Regions from separate parts of the Capsicum annuum genome. Here region 2 is linked to region 1. The links are chromatin contacts, called in public Hi-C maps. All regions are on one chromosome and are shown on one strand. Each heading gives the region's core, a stretch centred on a gene start, on an enhancer-like site or on the middle of the called end of the contact. The rest is flanking DNA. Distances are from core to core; before and after follow the strand shown.

Region 1 (6,221 bases), core at 1,600-4,099:
AATAAAGTGAGGTAGACGGGACCTAAACTAGTAACTTAAAAATATCTCACTATATAACTGGATAGTGTTCGTGGAAGGGTAAAGGTTCGCTACAACCTCCCTCTAATGGATTTTTTAATGACAAGAATCCAAATAAGTATAAATTAAAGAAACCAAATGATCGAAGAAACATGTAACTAAAATAAATACATAACTGAGTATACAGCTTGTTATACCACATGTTGAATTGGGGTCTCTTGGCACTGGACTTCATGTACCTTACAAAACCCTAAACAACACACACAGACACAAAAAAAAAAAAAAAAAAACATAGTGAAGCCGCCAAAATAAGCAAAGAAGAATTCAAATTTGATTGAAGGTACATATAACATTAATAGTAGACAAGGACAGTGTCACGGGCATGAAATTAGGAGATGTACCATATGGTAAACGGAAAATGGAATATTATCTTGGTAACAATATTTATGAAAATCTTCACATTCCAACTTTTTTTAAAATGATTGTTTTCATTTTTTTACCTTACTATGGAAAATATTCTAGATTGACAGGGTCTTCGTCTTGTCACTATCATTTTCATCTTTATTCTTCAGTTGATCACAATCTCTCTTTAACTTTACTCCACCAGCTACATCCATATTTTTGGCTTTTCAAAAAAAAAAAAGAAAAATATATATATATATACCCTTACAACTTAACAGGGTATTTTCTTTGGGGATAAAATTTAATGATATGCGTGTTTCATTTCATTTGGGTGATAAATGTTGAAGCAATAAACTGCTTACATGTAAGTTTATAGCGAACTAGATCGAATTACTAAATGATTAAGGTTGCTTGTTTTTCATCATCTGAATATGCACAATTTATTTATTTTTAAACATAATAAATATACAATTTAAATTAAAAAAATAATTAAATATTTTAAAAATATAAATTTATAATACAAAATCTTTATTCGTTAAAAGAAATTGAAACAGTAGTGCTTTTAGTGATAATGGAGATGTGTGTAGTTATGGTGGGAAACCATATGAACTCTTGTGAGTCTTGAAATACTAATTTCTTTGATTCAATTTTTTTTTTTTTTTTTTTTAGTGTGTGTGAAATCAAATATAATCGGGAACTGTTATTGGAAGGGAGCCCATCGCGACCATGTCCCTCGTAAAAACTCTAGTGAAATAACATGCCATATGCTTTCATCTGACCCTTTTGATACTAAGAAGGATGTTCACTTCTTAAACTATCCTATGTACGAAGGCGGAACGAGGAAGGTTCCCATAGAAGACATAACTGGCCTGGAAATACACAATGTCAATTTTACACCACTAGTCCAATATAAGAGATATGGAAGTGGTCACCATATATAGATAAGGGCAATAACTCACACTCATAATATAGCCACTGTCAATGAGATACTCAGATCTTTGTCTGAAAAAAAAGACATGCTTCCAATGTGGCAGCAAAAGTTTTCTCAGATGTTGGGGCCAAAGAATTGACCCCCCCTGAAAATCTCTCACTAAAATGTTTATTTTTTTCTTGTGAACCCATTGAATTTATATTGACAAAATTCCAAAGAGTAAAATTTTCTAGACCAAGCCTTCACTTAGCAAAATCATAGGACCACTCTATCCAAGACAGAGGACAATGCCTTTATTATTTGTGTATTAATGCTACCTCGTCTACTTATTCTAGAGTAAAATCTAAAATGTACCTCGATATGGGAATTTGTGGGCACCCATTTATGTCTGGTTATTCAATCAAGTTACTATTGGAGGTTCTGTTTGTTTCTGTAGTATTAATGTGTCAACCAGTTTGTAAAAATATATGGCTACCTAAATTATTGAAATTCAAGTGGTTCTTGATGTTCACCTAATTGAGAGGGGAAGTCTTAGAAAAGACTACAATTTATAGCACTTGTATAATATCACACACACACACAATGGAAGGGCCCTAATTATGTTATGATGCAACAGATGTATCCAAGTGCTCAATGAAACAGCTATATTAACTTGGGGAATGATTGATATGGTTCCTATTTTTTCATATATTCAGTTTGTCAAAATTTTAGAGAAAATATCTTTTCTTAAAAACAAGTTTGAAAACAAACTTCATAGATGCAAACGTTGATCGTCTCTCCCCAAGTCTCCATCCCCAAACATTTTCAACACACTCTTAGTAAAATAAGTACGTAATATCTTTTATAAATTTTCTTAACGGTTAACCAAAAATAAAATAAAATCTTAACGAGTATATATGTGTGTGAAAACCTTAAACGATATGTGGGAACAATTAAACAATAGTTTGTGCGATGAGCTACACAAGTCCCACAATGAGAAGAAGCCAAGAACAAAGTGACATCAAATTATCGTCTTGTTAGAGCAACTTAAATGTCACATGTTTTGATTAGTACAACATTCACATGCTATTCTTTTGTAGTTTTGGCCTTACCATCAAACTTGATTAAATGAAGTATTGGGTTAGCTATAGCATGTTTTTCAGTGTATAGATTTACCTTTAAATTTTAGAATTATCACTAAACATATAGTCCTATGTCTTGATAGCTAGGACAATATGATTTTGCTTTGGATTCTTTTTGGGATAAATCATCATGAATAGAAGCTGCGAAGCAATAACTGAGAGTACATAGCAGAAGAAACAGATGGAAAATGTACTGCGCTCAGTGGAAGGACAAATGTTTGAGCACCTTATTAAATGTATACTTCTTCCGTTAGCTTCTACTTGTCACATGTCACTTTTCGTGAATCCGTTTGATTATTCTTCGAAGCTAAATCGAATTAAATTAGTTCAACAACAACAACAAACCCAGTGTATTCCCACCAAGTGCGGGTCTGGGGAGGATAAAATCTACGCAGTCCATACCGCTACCTCCGAAGAAGTAGAGAGGCTGTTTCCGATAGACCCCCCGGCTCAAAAAAATAGAAAGAGAACAAAAAGAGGGAAAAAATAGAGCTGCAGCAAAAATATTCAATATTTTAAATTTAAAGTTTAGATATTCAAAAACTACGTGAAAAACAGTAAGTTTTCATCCTTCTCAGATTAATATAATGAAAAATACATCTTAATTTAATTGTTGGTCAAAGTTCATGCAGTTTGATTCTCGAAAAATGAAAGGTGACAAGTAAAACCTATTGGGGAGTGCCAAATTCATATATGGAGACCATAATATAACTCACGCGAAGCGTATGCACTGTAAGCAAGTTGGACTCTTTCAGCTCTATGAATAAATGGCATGCATGGGGTCCTTTTTCATTTGGTCAATTAATAGTTGGACAAGGCCCACTGACACAGATAATGTTCCATACACTAACAAAGCTTCTGCTTCTTGAGACCTTCCATGGTGACGACTGACCAGTTGGTGATGATGATCGTGACATACTCATAAATAACTATGACCTCTCAGTTACACAAACAAGTTGGATCCGTAATATGAAGTCTCACAAATCATGTAGCTTCAATATTATTTAAACTCTTTATGTTAGAGCCGCGGAATCAGTTGGTAATGCTTAAATGAGGGCAAATAACCTACATGACTGAACCCTTCAGATATAGCTCTGCGTCATGCATCAAGCTGTCTTCTTTTATTTCGTAATCTGTATTGTGATATATAATTTATCGTGAATTAGCTCGTTGTTCTCTGGTTATCCATCCTAGATCCTACCACATCGACAACGTTAATTTAGAACATATATATACTAAAGCTTAATTAGATTAAAAAAAATATATATATGGCAGTTCCAGACACAAACCACTAAAAAATCAAATTTTTAAGAATAATTTAAAAAAATCATACGTATGAATGTAAGTCACTTTTAATGTCAGTAGATATTTATGGTGAGAAGGCAGAGTTTGAAAAACATTTCCTTACATCAACTTCTTGCCAGGCTTGCTGTGTTACGTGTGTTCATCTTCAATTCATTCACAAGATGAAACAAATATAAAAACTATGCCTAATAAATGTTTGCTTCTCTCCTCTTTCCCTTTTAATTTTGATTTTTTTTTTTTTCGGTAGACAAGGTTTAAAAGAAAATGTTTTTTTTTTCTCTTGGTTGTAAAAAATGAAAATGTTAGGGAGTCAACAAAAGCTAGGGATATGTTTGGTTGCTGGTTTGGAATAATTCATCTTAATATAAACTCCCGGCATAAATTCTTAAAATTTGGTTGGTAATTGAGACTTTTCTTTAGTGCATTTTTTTCTCCCTGATTTGATATGTTTAGTTGACACAAAAGCCTATCCAAAACAGCCCCGATCTCCTTGTAAGAATGTATGCACTGTGTATATTATTGTTATTGTTGTTGGTTGGTTATGTTGCATCAAAAAGTAAGTGTGTATATAGCTGATCCATCGTTTGGTTGACAGATTAAATATGGATTAAAGATTAGTATATTAGCAATATAAATAAAAACTGATTATAAACCATTAGAAAGGAAAAGATACCCTATATTAAAATAAGTCATTCATGAATAACAATTATTATTAATAACTGCATAATAATTGCTACATAGATAGTTTGTGTATGTGCGCGTGTGTATATATGACTTTGACGGCAACAAATTTAAAAAAAAATGAAATGCTTTCATTTCTAAGCACAAAATAAAAAAGAAATCATCAACTAATAAGTTGGGTTTGAAGGAGTAGTTATTTGTACAACATTCCATAGACACTGACAAAAGAGTTGTTGGTATTACAAATTTACTTACTGCAAAGGTCAAATTAGAATCACCTTTTCTACATCAACAGTATGTATGAGAAGAATTCAACTAAAGGTCAAATTTGGGCTTGCATTTTTCTCTTTTTTTTTTTCCTGGTACAAGAAGATGATCATGGAATTTATGGGTCCATTTGTTATGCTGTAGTTTTCACCTTTACAGCTGTGAGCAAAAAATAAAAGAACAATAGAGAAATTAAGGCAAAGAGAAGAAGGTTTTGTTTTTACTTTATTTCACTTTTATAGTGTGGTGAGATTTTTGCCTTTATTTATGAAATAATAACAAGTATTCTTAATACACCCTCCGTTTCGAAATAAGTGAATTGTTGAGGTATTTATTGATGTTTCGAAATAAGCGAATCATTGAATTTTTTTCCAAATTTGCCCTTATGATTTGACAACCAATTAACTTTTGAAAAGGTATCACAAGGTCAACTTTTTTTTTTTGGGGTAAAAATAAAAAATTGTGTTAAATTTATGTTTTTAATATTTTTTTCTTAATATATGTGTTAAAGTCCAACAATTTATTTATTATAAAACAGTGGGAGTAAAAAAGACAGACCAAGTCAAAAAGCTGGTGATTTAAGAAGAGCCAAAATCATCAAAATTTAGATTAAGGTTTTGCTTCTCTTTCCCTTTTTTCCACTAGACAAATGAACGTCTGGTGTGGGGATGTATTGTATTATTCAACAATTATTGGTGGGGGACTCGACACTGATCTCATTGATAATTTGAAAAGTTTAGGTAGTATGAAGGACTAACTAGAGCTTTTTCACTTAATTTGGATAAAATCAAAAGAAAATTCAAATATCAAGGACCAGTTTGACAATAAAGTCGTTAAAGTAATATCTTGGCTTCAACTTTTTTGGAACTTCATTCATTTTAAAGTAGAAGATAGTTCCACATATTTAACGATAATATATATATTTTTAAAATATTTTTATTATTGATAATGAAATATACATATGATCCACGAAATGCACATAAGATATACGTACATTGCATGATATTCACGTATGATGCAAACAAAAGTCAATTTTATTGAATGTGTATGTGTGTGTGAAGTCTTTTATTAAGAATTTGACTTTAGACTACCAAATTCTTTGAGCCGCCCATGCAAATACGGATAGTGCATGTGAAGATCGATATGGATGGTCTATAGCTAAGTTTCGGGTAAAAACCTTTTGATTTGTGTTAATAATTCTCTCTTCATTGTGCCATGTACATGACATTGCTGTCAATGCCGGTTGTTATTAAGAAATACATTCAAGTATCGAGTGATTCAATTAATTTGAATTGACTATGTATTTGAAATAAGAAAGATTATGGGAAAAAAGGATGGAAACCCAAAATTGGTTACCACACATAATACATTCATCTATAACTGAAAGTTGGTGGATATGTCTAATAGTAATAGTTGAAAATTAGTGAACAAACGAAGATATTATATTTGAAGTTTTATTTTATTTCATATTTGTTTCGGAGACACAAGAAAAACCT
Region 2 (6,439 bases), core at 1,930-4,429, 40 kb after region 1:
AGCGTTGGGATTTCACAAATAACTTTGAAAAAATATTTAACTCTCTCTTTGGGTTTAGAAAAATCTATTTTTTTGGATCAAAGAAAAAGTATTAGAAATTTGTTTTGGATCAGAGTAGTAGTGTTTTTGTTCCATCTTGTATGACGTTTTCAAATCCGTTTGAAAAAGAACGATAATGTTTTAAATGAAAATGATTAACTTTACGCATCGTATTTTATCCTTAGTAAAGTATTTTTCTAGCAACTTACAAACATCACGACATATTTAAAATAACAAGTTTTAAAATTTGTAGCCATACAAATTGTGTAACATAATTAAAACTATAAATTTTAAGTGTTCATTTTTTCTTAAATTTCGGATCAACTTACACTACCTAACACAAATTAGAATGGAGAGAGTACTTCAATAAATAATTAAATTATGATTTACTGGTATTTATTTATCAGTACATAGATCTTATAATGGTGTTCTATCTTCTAAGGAAAATTGCTAGTCTCCTAGGCAAAGTAAAATAAGGTTGTATAAGAGCAATATTTTTGAGTAAACTTGTAATTGTACTAACAACAATTAATTAAAATAAGGTAAAAATGTAAATAATGTGTCCCAATTCAAAAGTCATAAATGATTTCGTCTTTGTCAGTCAGTACTCTTTGTCTTTTCTTGACGTACTCTCTGCCACATTTGTTGGCTTACAATTTTTTTTAACAAAAGTCATGGTACTAGTAAATAATTAACTCATATACTAGTGATAATTATAGAAGTAAAAAATTGGTAAAAGCAACAGGCAAAAAATAGAAATCTTTAATAACGCAATTGATTCAAAACTATATCATATTTTCAATCTTTGGTCTACCAATCTAGAATGGAATCAATAACATGAGGATTTTCAATCATCTGATCTACCAATCCTAATATAAATTCAGACTGGAATAAATAACATGAAGATTTTCAATCCTCTGGTCTATCAATCTCAATTGGAATCGATAACATAACAAAAAGTAAAACATATCACCCGAAGTGTCTAGAAAAATAATAATCGTTATAGGTTATTTTAAGTTTCGGGTCTAAATTGAGAGTTCACATATGATTATAAGAAAAATACTTGTCGTGGTAATTAAAAGAAGATCCCAACTATTGTTCTAACATGTAATTAATAGAATCAATGTAGTAACATTTTTAATAATTTCCTTTTGACATGATCCTCCTTGAAATTATTGCACTAAAACTTGTTGCAATGGTAAAAATATGAATTAAGGGGGTTATTAGTTGATGCATTTGTAATTAAGAGAATGGGGTAATGCCAGCCTAAACCAACTAAGAAAGTATAGAGAGAGGAGACATAGTTAGTTACACAGCTGTTTTTATAGAGTTAATTAAGGTTATAATGCATCATTAATTTCTAGATTAACAGTAATAACGCCTGGCAATCACTAAAATCCCAACACAAAAAAAAAAAAAAAAAAAAAAAAGACCATTTTTTTACATCATTATTTTTCCAAAGTCAAAATAGGCCCCTCATGCCATGAAATTAGGCAGGTTGTTGGTTCAGTTCACTCCAAAATACTGTACCAAATCACCTATTCCATTTTCATTATATCATTTCTCTAATTTGCCAAATCTCTATAGTTTTATGTTGTGCCTGATTTATCATATTGTAAATACTCATTCACGCTTGATGTTTATACTAAATGAAGCGATTTCACTCTAGCTGTTAAATTGAAAATACTCACGACTTGAACATGATTAAGTGATCAATATGTGTTTTGAACAATTTGACAGAAATATCGAGTGCGAGCAAGTTTTTCGGCAAATCATGAAAGATAAACACTAATTGGCCCAAGGCATCTGCTATAACAAGCTGAACCTAACTATAAACACTTTCATGCTGTTAATATTATAGCTAGAATCATACACATGAGAAATTGAGAAAAGTCAGAAGGGGGATGTGCTTTTATCTAACTTGTGAAAAAGTAGTAAGCACCATCTGAGGTTGACTACTCAAGAGACTTTTGAATCTTAATAGTGTATGATAATGTAATGGGACACAACTAGAAGCCACAATCACTTGAAAGGGCAATGATAGTGGAACACCGAAAGACACCTCATAAACTTTATACAGTGAAATGTTGAATCTATAATTACAAATACTTTTTAAGATTCAGTGGTTTAACATGGTCAAAACGACCAATTGATTTTTCTAGTTCATATGTCTATTCATCGGATTATTGCAAAATTCAACCTGATGTGACAAGACTATCATCAGTCTACATGCATTCACATAATTGTTCTTGTTGTATTCATATAGATATAGGTTCATATAGCGGCTCTCAACTTGTTTTGAATTGAGACGTAGATACAGTGGTGCTACTCTTCCTCTTAATATGATGGTTGTATGCAAACAGAAACTCTGATGGCAAAGAACAAGTATCCACTAGGCATACATTTTTTGCAAACACACTAGAGAAGGCACTCTATTGCATAGATGTGCAATTGGTATTGCTAAACATACACTTTGAAGAAAAGCCATTGCATGGACCAAATAAATGAGGCAAATCTATTGTTTAGATGTGCAATTCTTCATCCAATTTATAAAGTTAGCTTTGACTGTTAAAACTGTTTCCACAGAAATGTAACTAACCGAAGAATAATATAATGTTGAAAGAGTAAGTCAGCTTTGACTTATTTCCACTCAAGTATTTCCTTATTATCCCACTGGCGAAAAAAAAAAGGCAACAAAACTAATAAACTGGTCTCGTTTCTTTCTTGAGAATGTATAGAAAATAAATAAATTCAGCATAAACGATTACAAACAAGTCATCCAAGCCTTGAATTTTTTGATGATTTACAAAAATAGAAATGTCTAAGCGAAACCTGTTCAGAGAAAACCTATACGCACATTTCTTTTTTCTTTTTTTCCATAAGCAACTTATATGCAGAGTCTTCAAACAAGCATGTCAGAAGGTGGCCTCAGTAAGGTCGCGGAGGATATGTTCCAGGGTATGGACCTGATAAGAGTTATAAAGACGGAGAGTCAGATGCTATCGAGAAGTTAGTAAAAAGGAAAAAGAAGAAAATAATGTATTACAAGCATAGTTACCTGGAGGATAGGAATAGTCCTGTGTTGGTGGTGTATAAGAAGACACGGGAGGATATGATGAATGTGGTGGATAAGACGAGGGAGGATATCCGGAAGGTGGTGGATAAGCTGGAGGGTAAGCAGTTGGTTGAGGAGGAGGATAAGATGTGGATGGATATGCTGCTGAATGAGGCGGGTATGCAGGATACGGAGATGGTGTTTGATAAGTTGCTGCTGGTGGACAAGAAGCTACATGTGGTGGAGGAACGGAGTACATAGGTGTATGCAGCTGTGGTGCTGTGTATGCAGCTGTGTATGATGGAGCATAACTTGTTGCCGGCTTCTGGAAATATAAAGAGAAAACATGTCGAGGATATATTAGAAAGATGCGATCTCCTATCCAGATCAGAACGGAAGGGATTTGGGGGGTGGGGATGCTATAGATCGCAGTACTACTTACATTGGCGTTAGCATAGAACATTATGAGCCGAACTTCTCCCCCATGCCTGTAAAAGAAGGAATAAGTGTCAACATTTCTGTTCCTATCTATCAAATTCTTTTACATCCTCCTCAGTATATGTGGTGGAACTTCAATGAATCACAACTCCGAGAGCCAAACCGAAATGATAAAAAAAAATCCGCAGATGCAACACAAGTTCATCAGATAGTTTTAGAGAATCTCAAAGTTGAATTAATTGCTTATATAGATAGTTAGCGAGACCTACATGAAGGTCTCCATTAATCACAAGATTCGTAGTCATGAACAAAATTTCGGGCATAATTTCATGTACCTTGATAGCTAAACTAAGTGTATAAAATCAATAGAAGAAGTGCGACAGCAATGTTCTTCGCATGAAACATTGAGTCAAGTACTTCGCATGATAAAAAGAAAAATAAACAAGACAGAACAGTCAACCTCGTATATTCTTTTAAAGAGGTTTAATTACATCTTCCAGACCAACCAACAAAGTCAGCTTCCGAATTAGAAAGAAAAGAACCAGAGAAGGATGATGACTATCAAAGATGGCAATTGAATACCAACTAACTTAATCCACTCCCATCTTGCAGGGCTTGAAAAAGCAAAATAGTATGTTAATTGGCCCTTGTATTCTTTGACCTTGGCACAACTGACAACGCTTATTAAATTATTAGTAACAGTAAAAGTTAATGATCTGAAATAGGCAAACAGCAAGACTAACAAACAAACAACATACCCAGTGTATTCCCACAAGGTGGGCTTTGGCGTGGGTAGGGTGTACGCAGACCTAACTCCTAGCTTACAGAGGCAGAGAGGTTGTTTCCGAAAGACCCCCGCTCAAGAAATGTGCAAACAACAAGATTGATGGGATTATTTTCTGTAAGTTATTAGTTTAAGTTCTGATTTCCTTGGCATAGTACCAACAAGTGATAACTCACTTTGTTTAAATGCAACTACATGAGTGTCCTAGAGATCCTTCAGATTTCTCAAAGACTTGAGGATACTTGACGTTGATCACGGTAATGTGGCTTGTACCAATCTTCCATTGTTTAATTAAATCTCTTCTTTTTACCCATAACTAAGAATGTAGGTGTTCTGGGATTTCCTCTTCTCTACTTTAAAATGCAGCTCCTTCAGTGTGGGAGTTATTAGCAATAGATTTTTCGTTGTTATGACAGGAAAAATCATCTTAAGTATCTCTTACGAAAAGACTCTTATAAGGTTTGTCCATGTCCACATTTTACCATAAACAAATACCTAGATACTAAGCTTTCCGCGTTTTTTCAGACAACAACCTAAACATACTCTACACGTAATATCTTGACCACGACTACTACCATATTAAGTTCTTAAGCCTAAACCTTGCAGCTGCAACACCATCCTGAAGTGGTATGTGCAAGTTTGATAATAAAACTACAAGTTGTAGGCACTGTTATGCATACCTTTTAATATATGAAAAAAAAAAAAAAAAAACCTATGATTAGCTTTTCAAGAAATCTCTAGATGACAATTTCAGTGAAATCTTTTAAATTTGTATTTACTATGTTCAATCTATGCATTCCCCTTATTACATTAATCAATATGTATTTGAAAATTTTAAGAGGAAATCAATATAAGAGAGTTCAAAGTTGAAACTAATTATAGGAGATAATATTAAGCCTCATCAAAGAGAAATGTACCGGAAGTACTAATAATCTCATCACTATTGTAGGCATTGCATGCATGTTATGCATACAGTATACATGTATGCATACAGGCAACTTTGGGGTTCAAATATTTATGAATGTTAAAGCCAAGGGAAGTTCTACAGAGTGGTGGTTAGACCGGCTTTGTTGTATGGGGCAAAGTGTTGGCCTGTCAAGAAGGCCCACATCCAGGAGATGAAGGTGGCGAAGATGAGAATGCTTCGGTGGATGTGTGAGTGTATTAGGAAAGATAGGATTAGAAATGAGGTTATTCGAGATAAGGTGAGAGTGGCTTTGGTGGAAGCCAAGATGAGGAAAGCGAGGTTGAGATAGTTCGGTCATGATATGATGAGGAGGGAGAGGGGCACGGATGCCCCAGTCCGAAGATGTGAGAGGTTGGCTAGGATGGTTTCAAGCGAGGTAGAGGTAGACCGAAGAAATATTGGAGGGAGGTGATTAGAAATGACATGGAGCAGCTCCCGCTTACTTAGGACATCACCCTAGATAGGAAGCTGTGGAGGAGGCGGATTATGGTAGAAGGTTAGTATTAGTTTAGGATTTGTATTACTTGGTGTATCTTGTATATGGTAATTTGAATGTGTTGATTTCGATTGTATCTTGTCTTTTTATTATTCCTTGTCTAGATTGTTTTATTTTGAGCCGAGGATCTATTGAAAACGACCTCTCTATCTCACCTCTGAGTTAGTGGTATGGACTGCGTACACTTACCCTCCCCAGACCCCCATTTGGTGGGAATATACTAGGTATGTTGTTGTTAAATTCAAGGGAAGAAATCATAGTTATTCAATCCAGTTCAGGTGACAAAACGAAAGGGTAAGTGTGTTCCTCAGCTTACAAAAGCTTGAGTTTTTCAGCAAGAAAAAGCACTAATATACAAATTGCCGCTACCAAATAGGAACTAGTTTGCTGATAAATTTACCTGCCACTCTTGGTCTGAATTGGCCAAGCAGTATCATCGTATCCCGCTGAAAGAACTTTCTGTAGTTGAATCCTGGAATTAGCAAATTGAACAAAGATTAGTACTCTCTCTGAGACAAACTCCAAACAAAACATAACGAAGAAAACAGATGGAGAGAATTACTTTCCACTTCCGATAAAATCATCATGAGTAACGGTATTACTATTCCAAACCACAACATTTATCTCTGGCAATCCTTCAATGAGCGTAAACACAAACTT

Evidence for each region. Hi-C and Micro-C count contacts between places; a contact is called where the count stands out from the background.
Region 2: a contact with region 1 is called in a Hi-C map of leaf, with 2.1 times the contacts expected there. The contact joins two enhancer-like sites. A contact is called at or near these places in 3 of 5 Hi-C or Micro-C datasets (bud, leaf and placenta).

Annotation. Positions count from the first base shown.
Region 1 is chr8:165,651,917-165,658,137 of UCD10Xv1.1, forward strand. No RefSeq gene overlaps it. Among protein-coding and RNA genes, the nearest start is that of TRNAM-CAU, 7.4 kb to the left of the region's middle. Within about 2 kb of position 2,850, at least 3 of the 5 cell types and tissues checked have an H3K27ac peak or open chromatin away from gene starts, as enhancers often do. A contact at or near this core is called in leaf, where this site is marked.
Region 2 is chr8:165,692,067-165,698,505 of UCD10Xv1.1, forward strand. It overlaps LOC107840238 (protein SRC2 homolog), which reads right to left. Exons shown (of 7, transcript XM_016684040.2): 3 at 6,342-6,439; 4 at 6,180-6,251; 5 at 3,537-3,582; 6 at 3,098-3,419; 7 at 2,740-3,005. The coding sequence ends at 2,968. Among protein-coding and RNA genes, the nearest start is that of LOC107840238, 4.7 kb to the right of the region's middle. Within about 2 kb of position 3,180, at least 3 of the 5 cell types and tissues checked have an H3K27ac peak or open chromatin away from gene starts, as enhancers often do. A contact at or near this core is called in leaf, where this site is marked.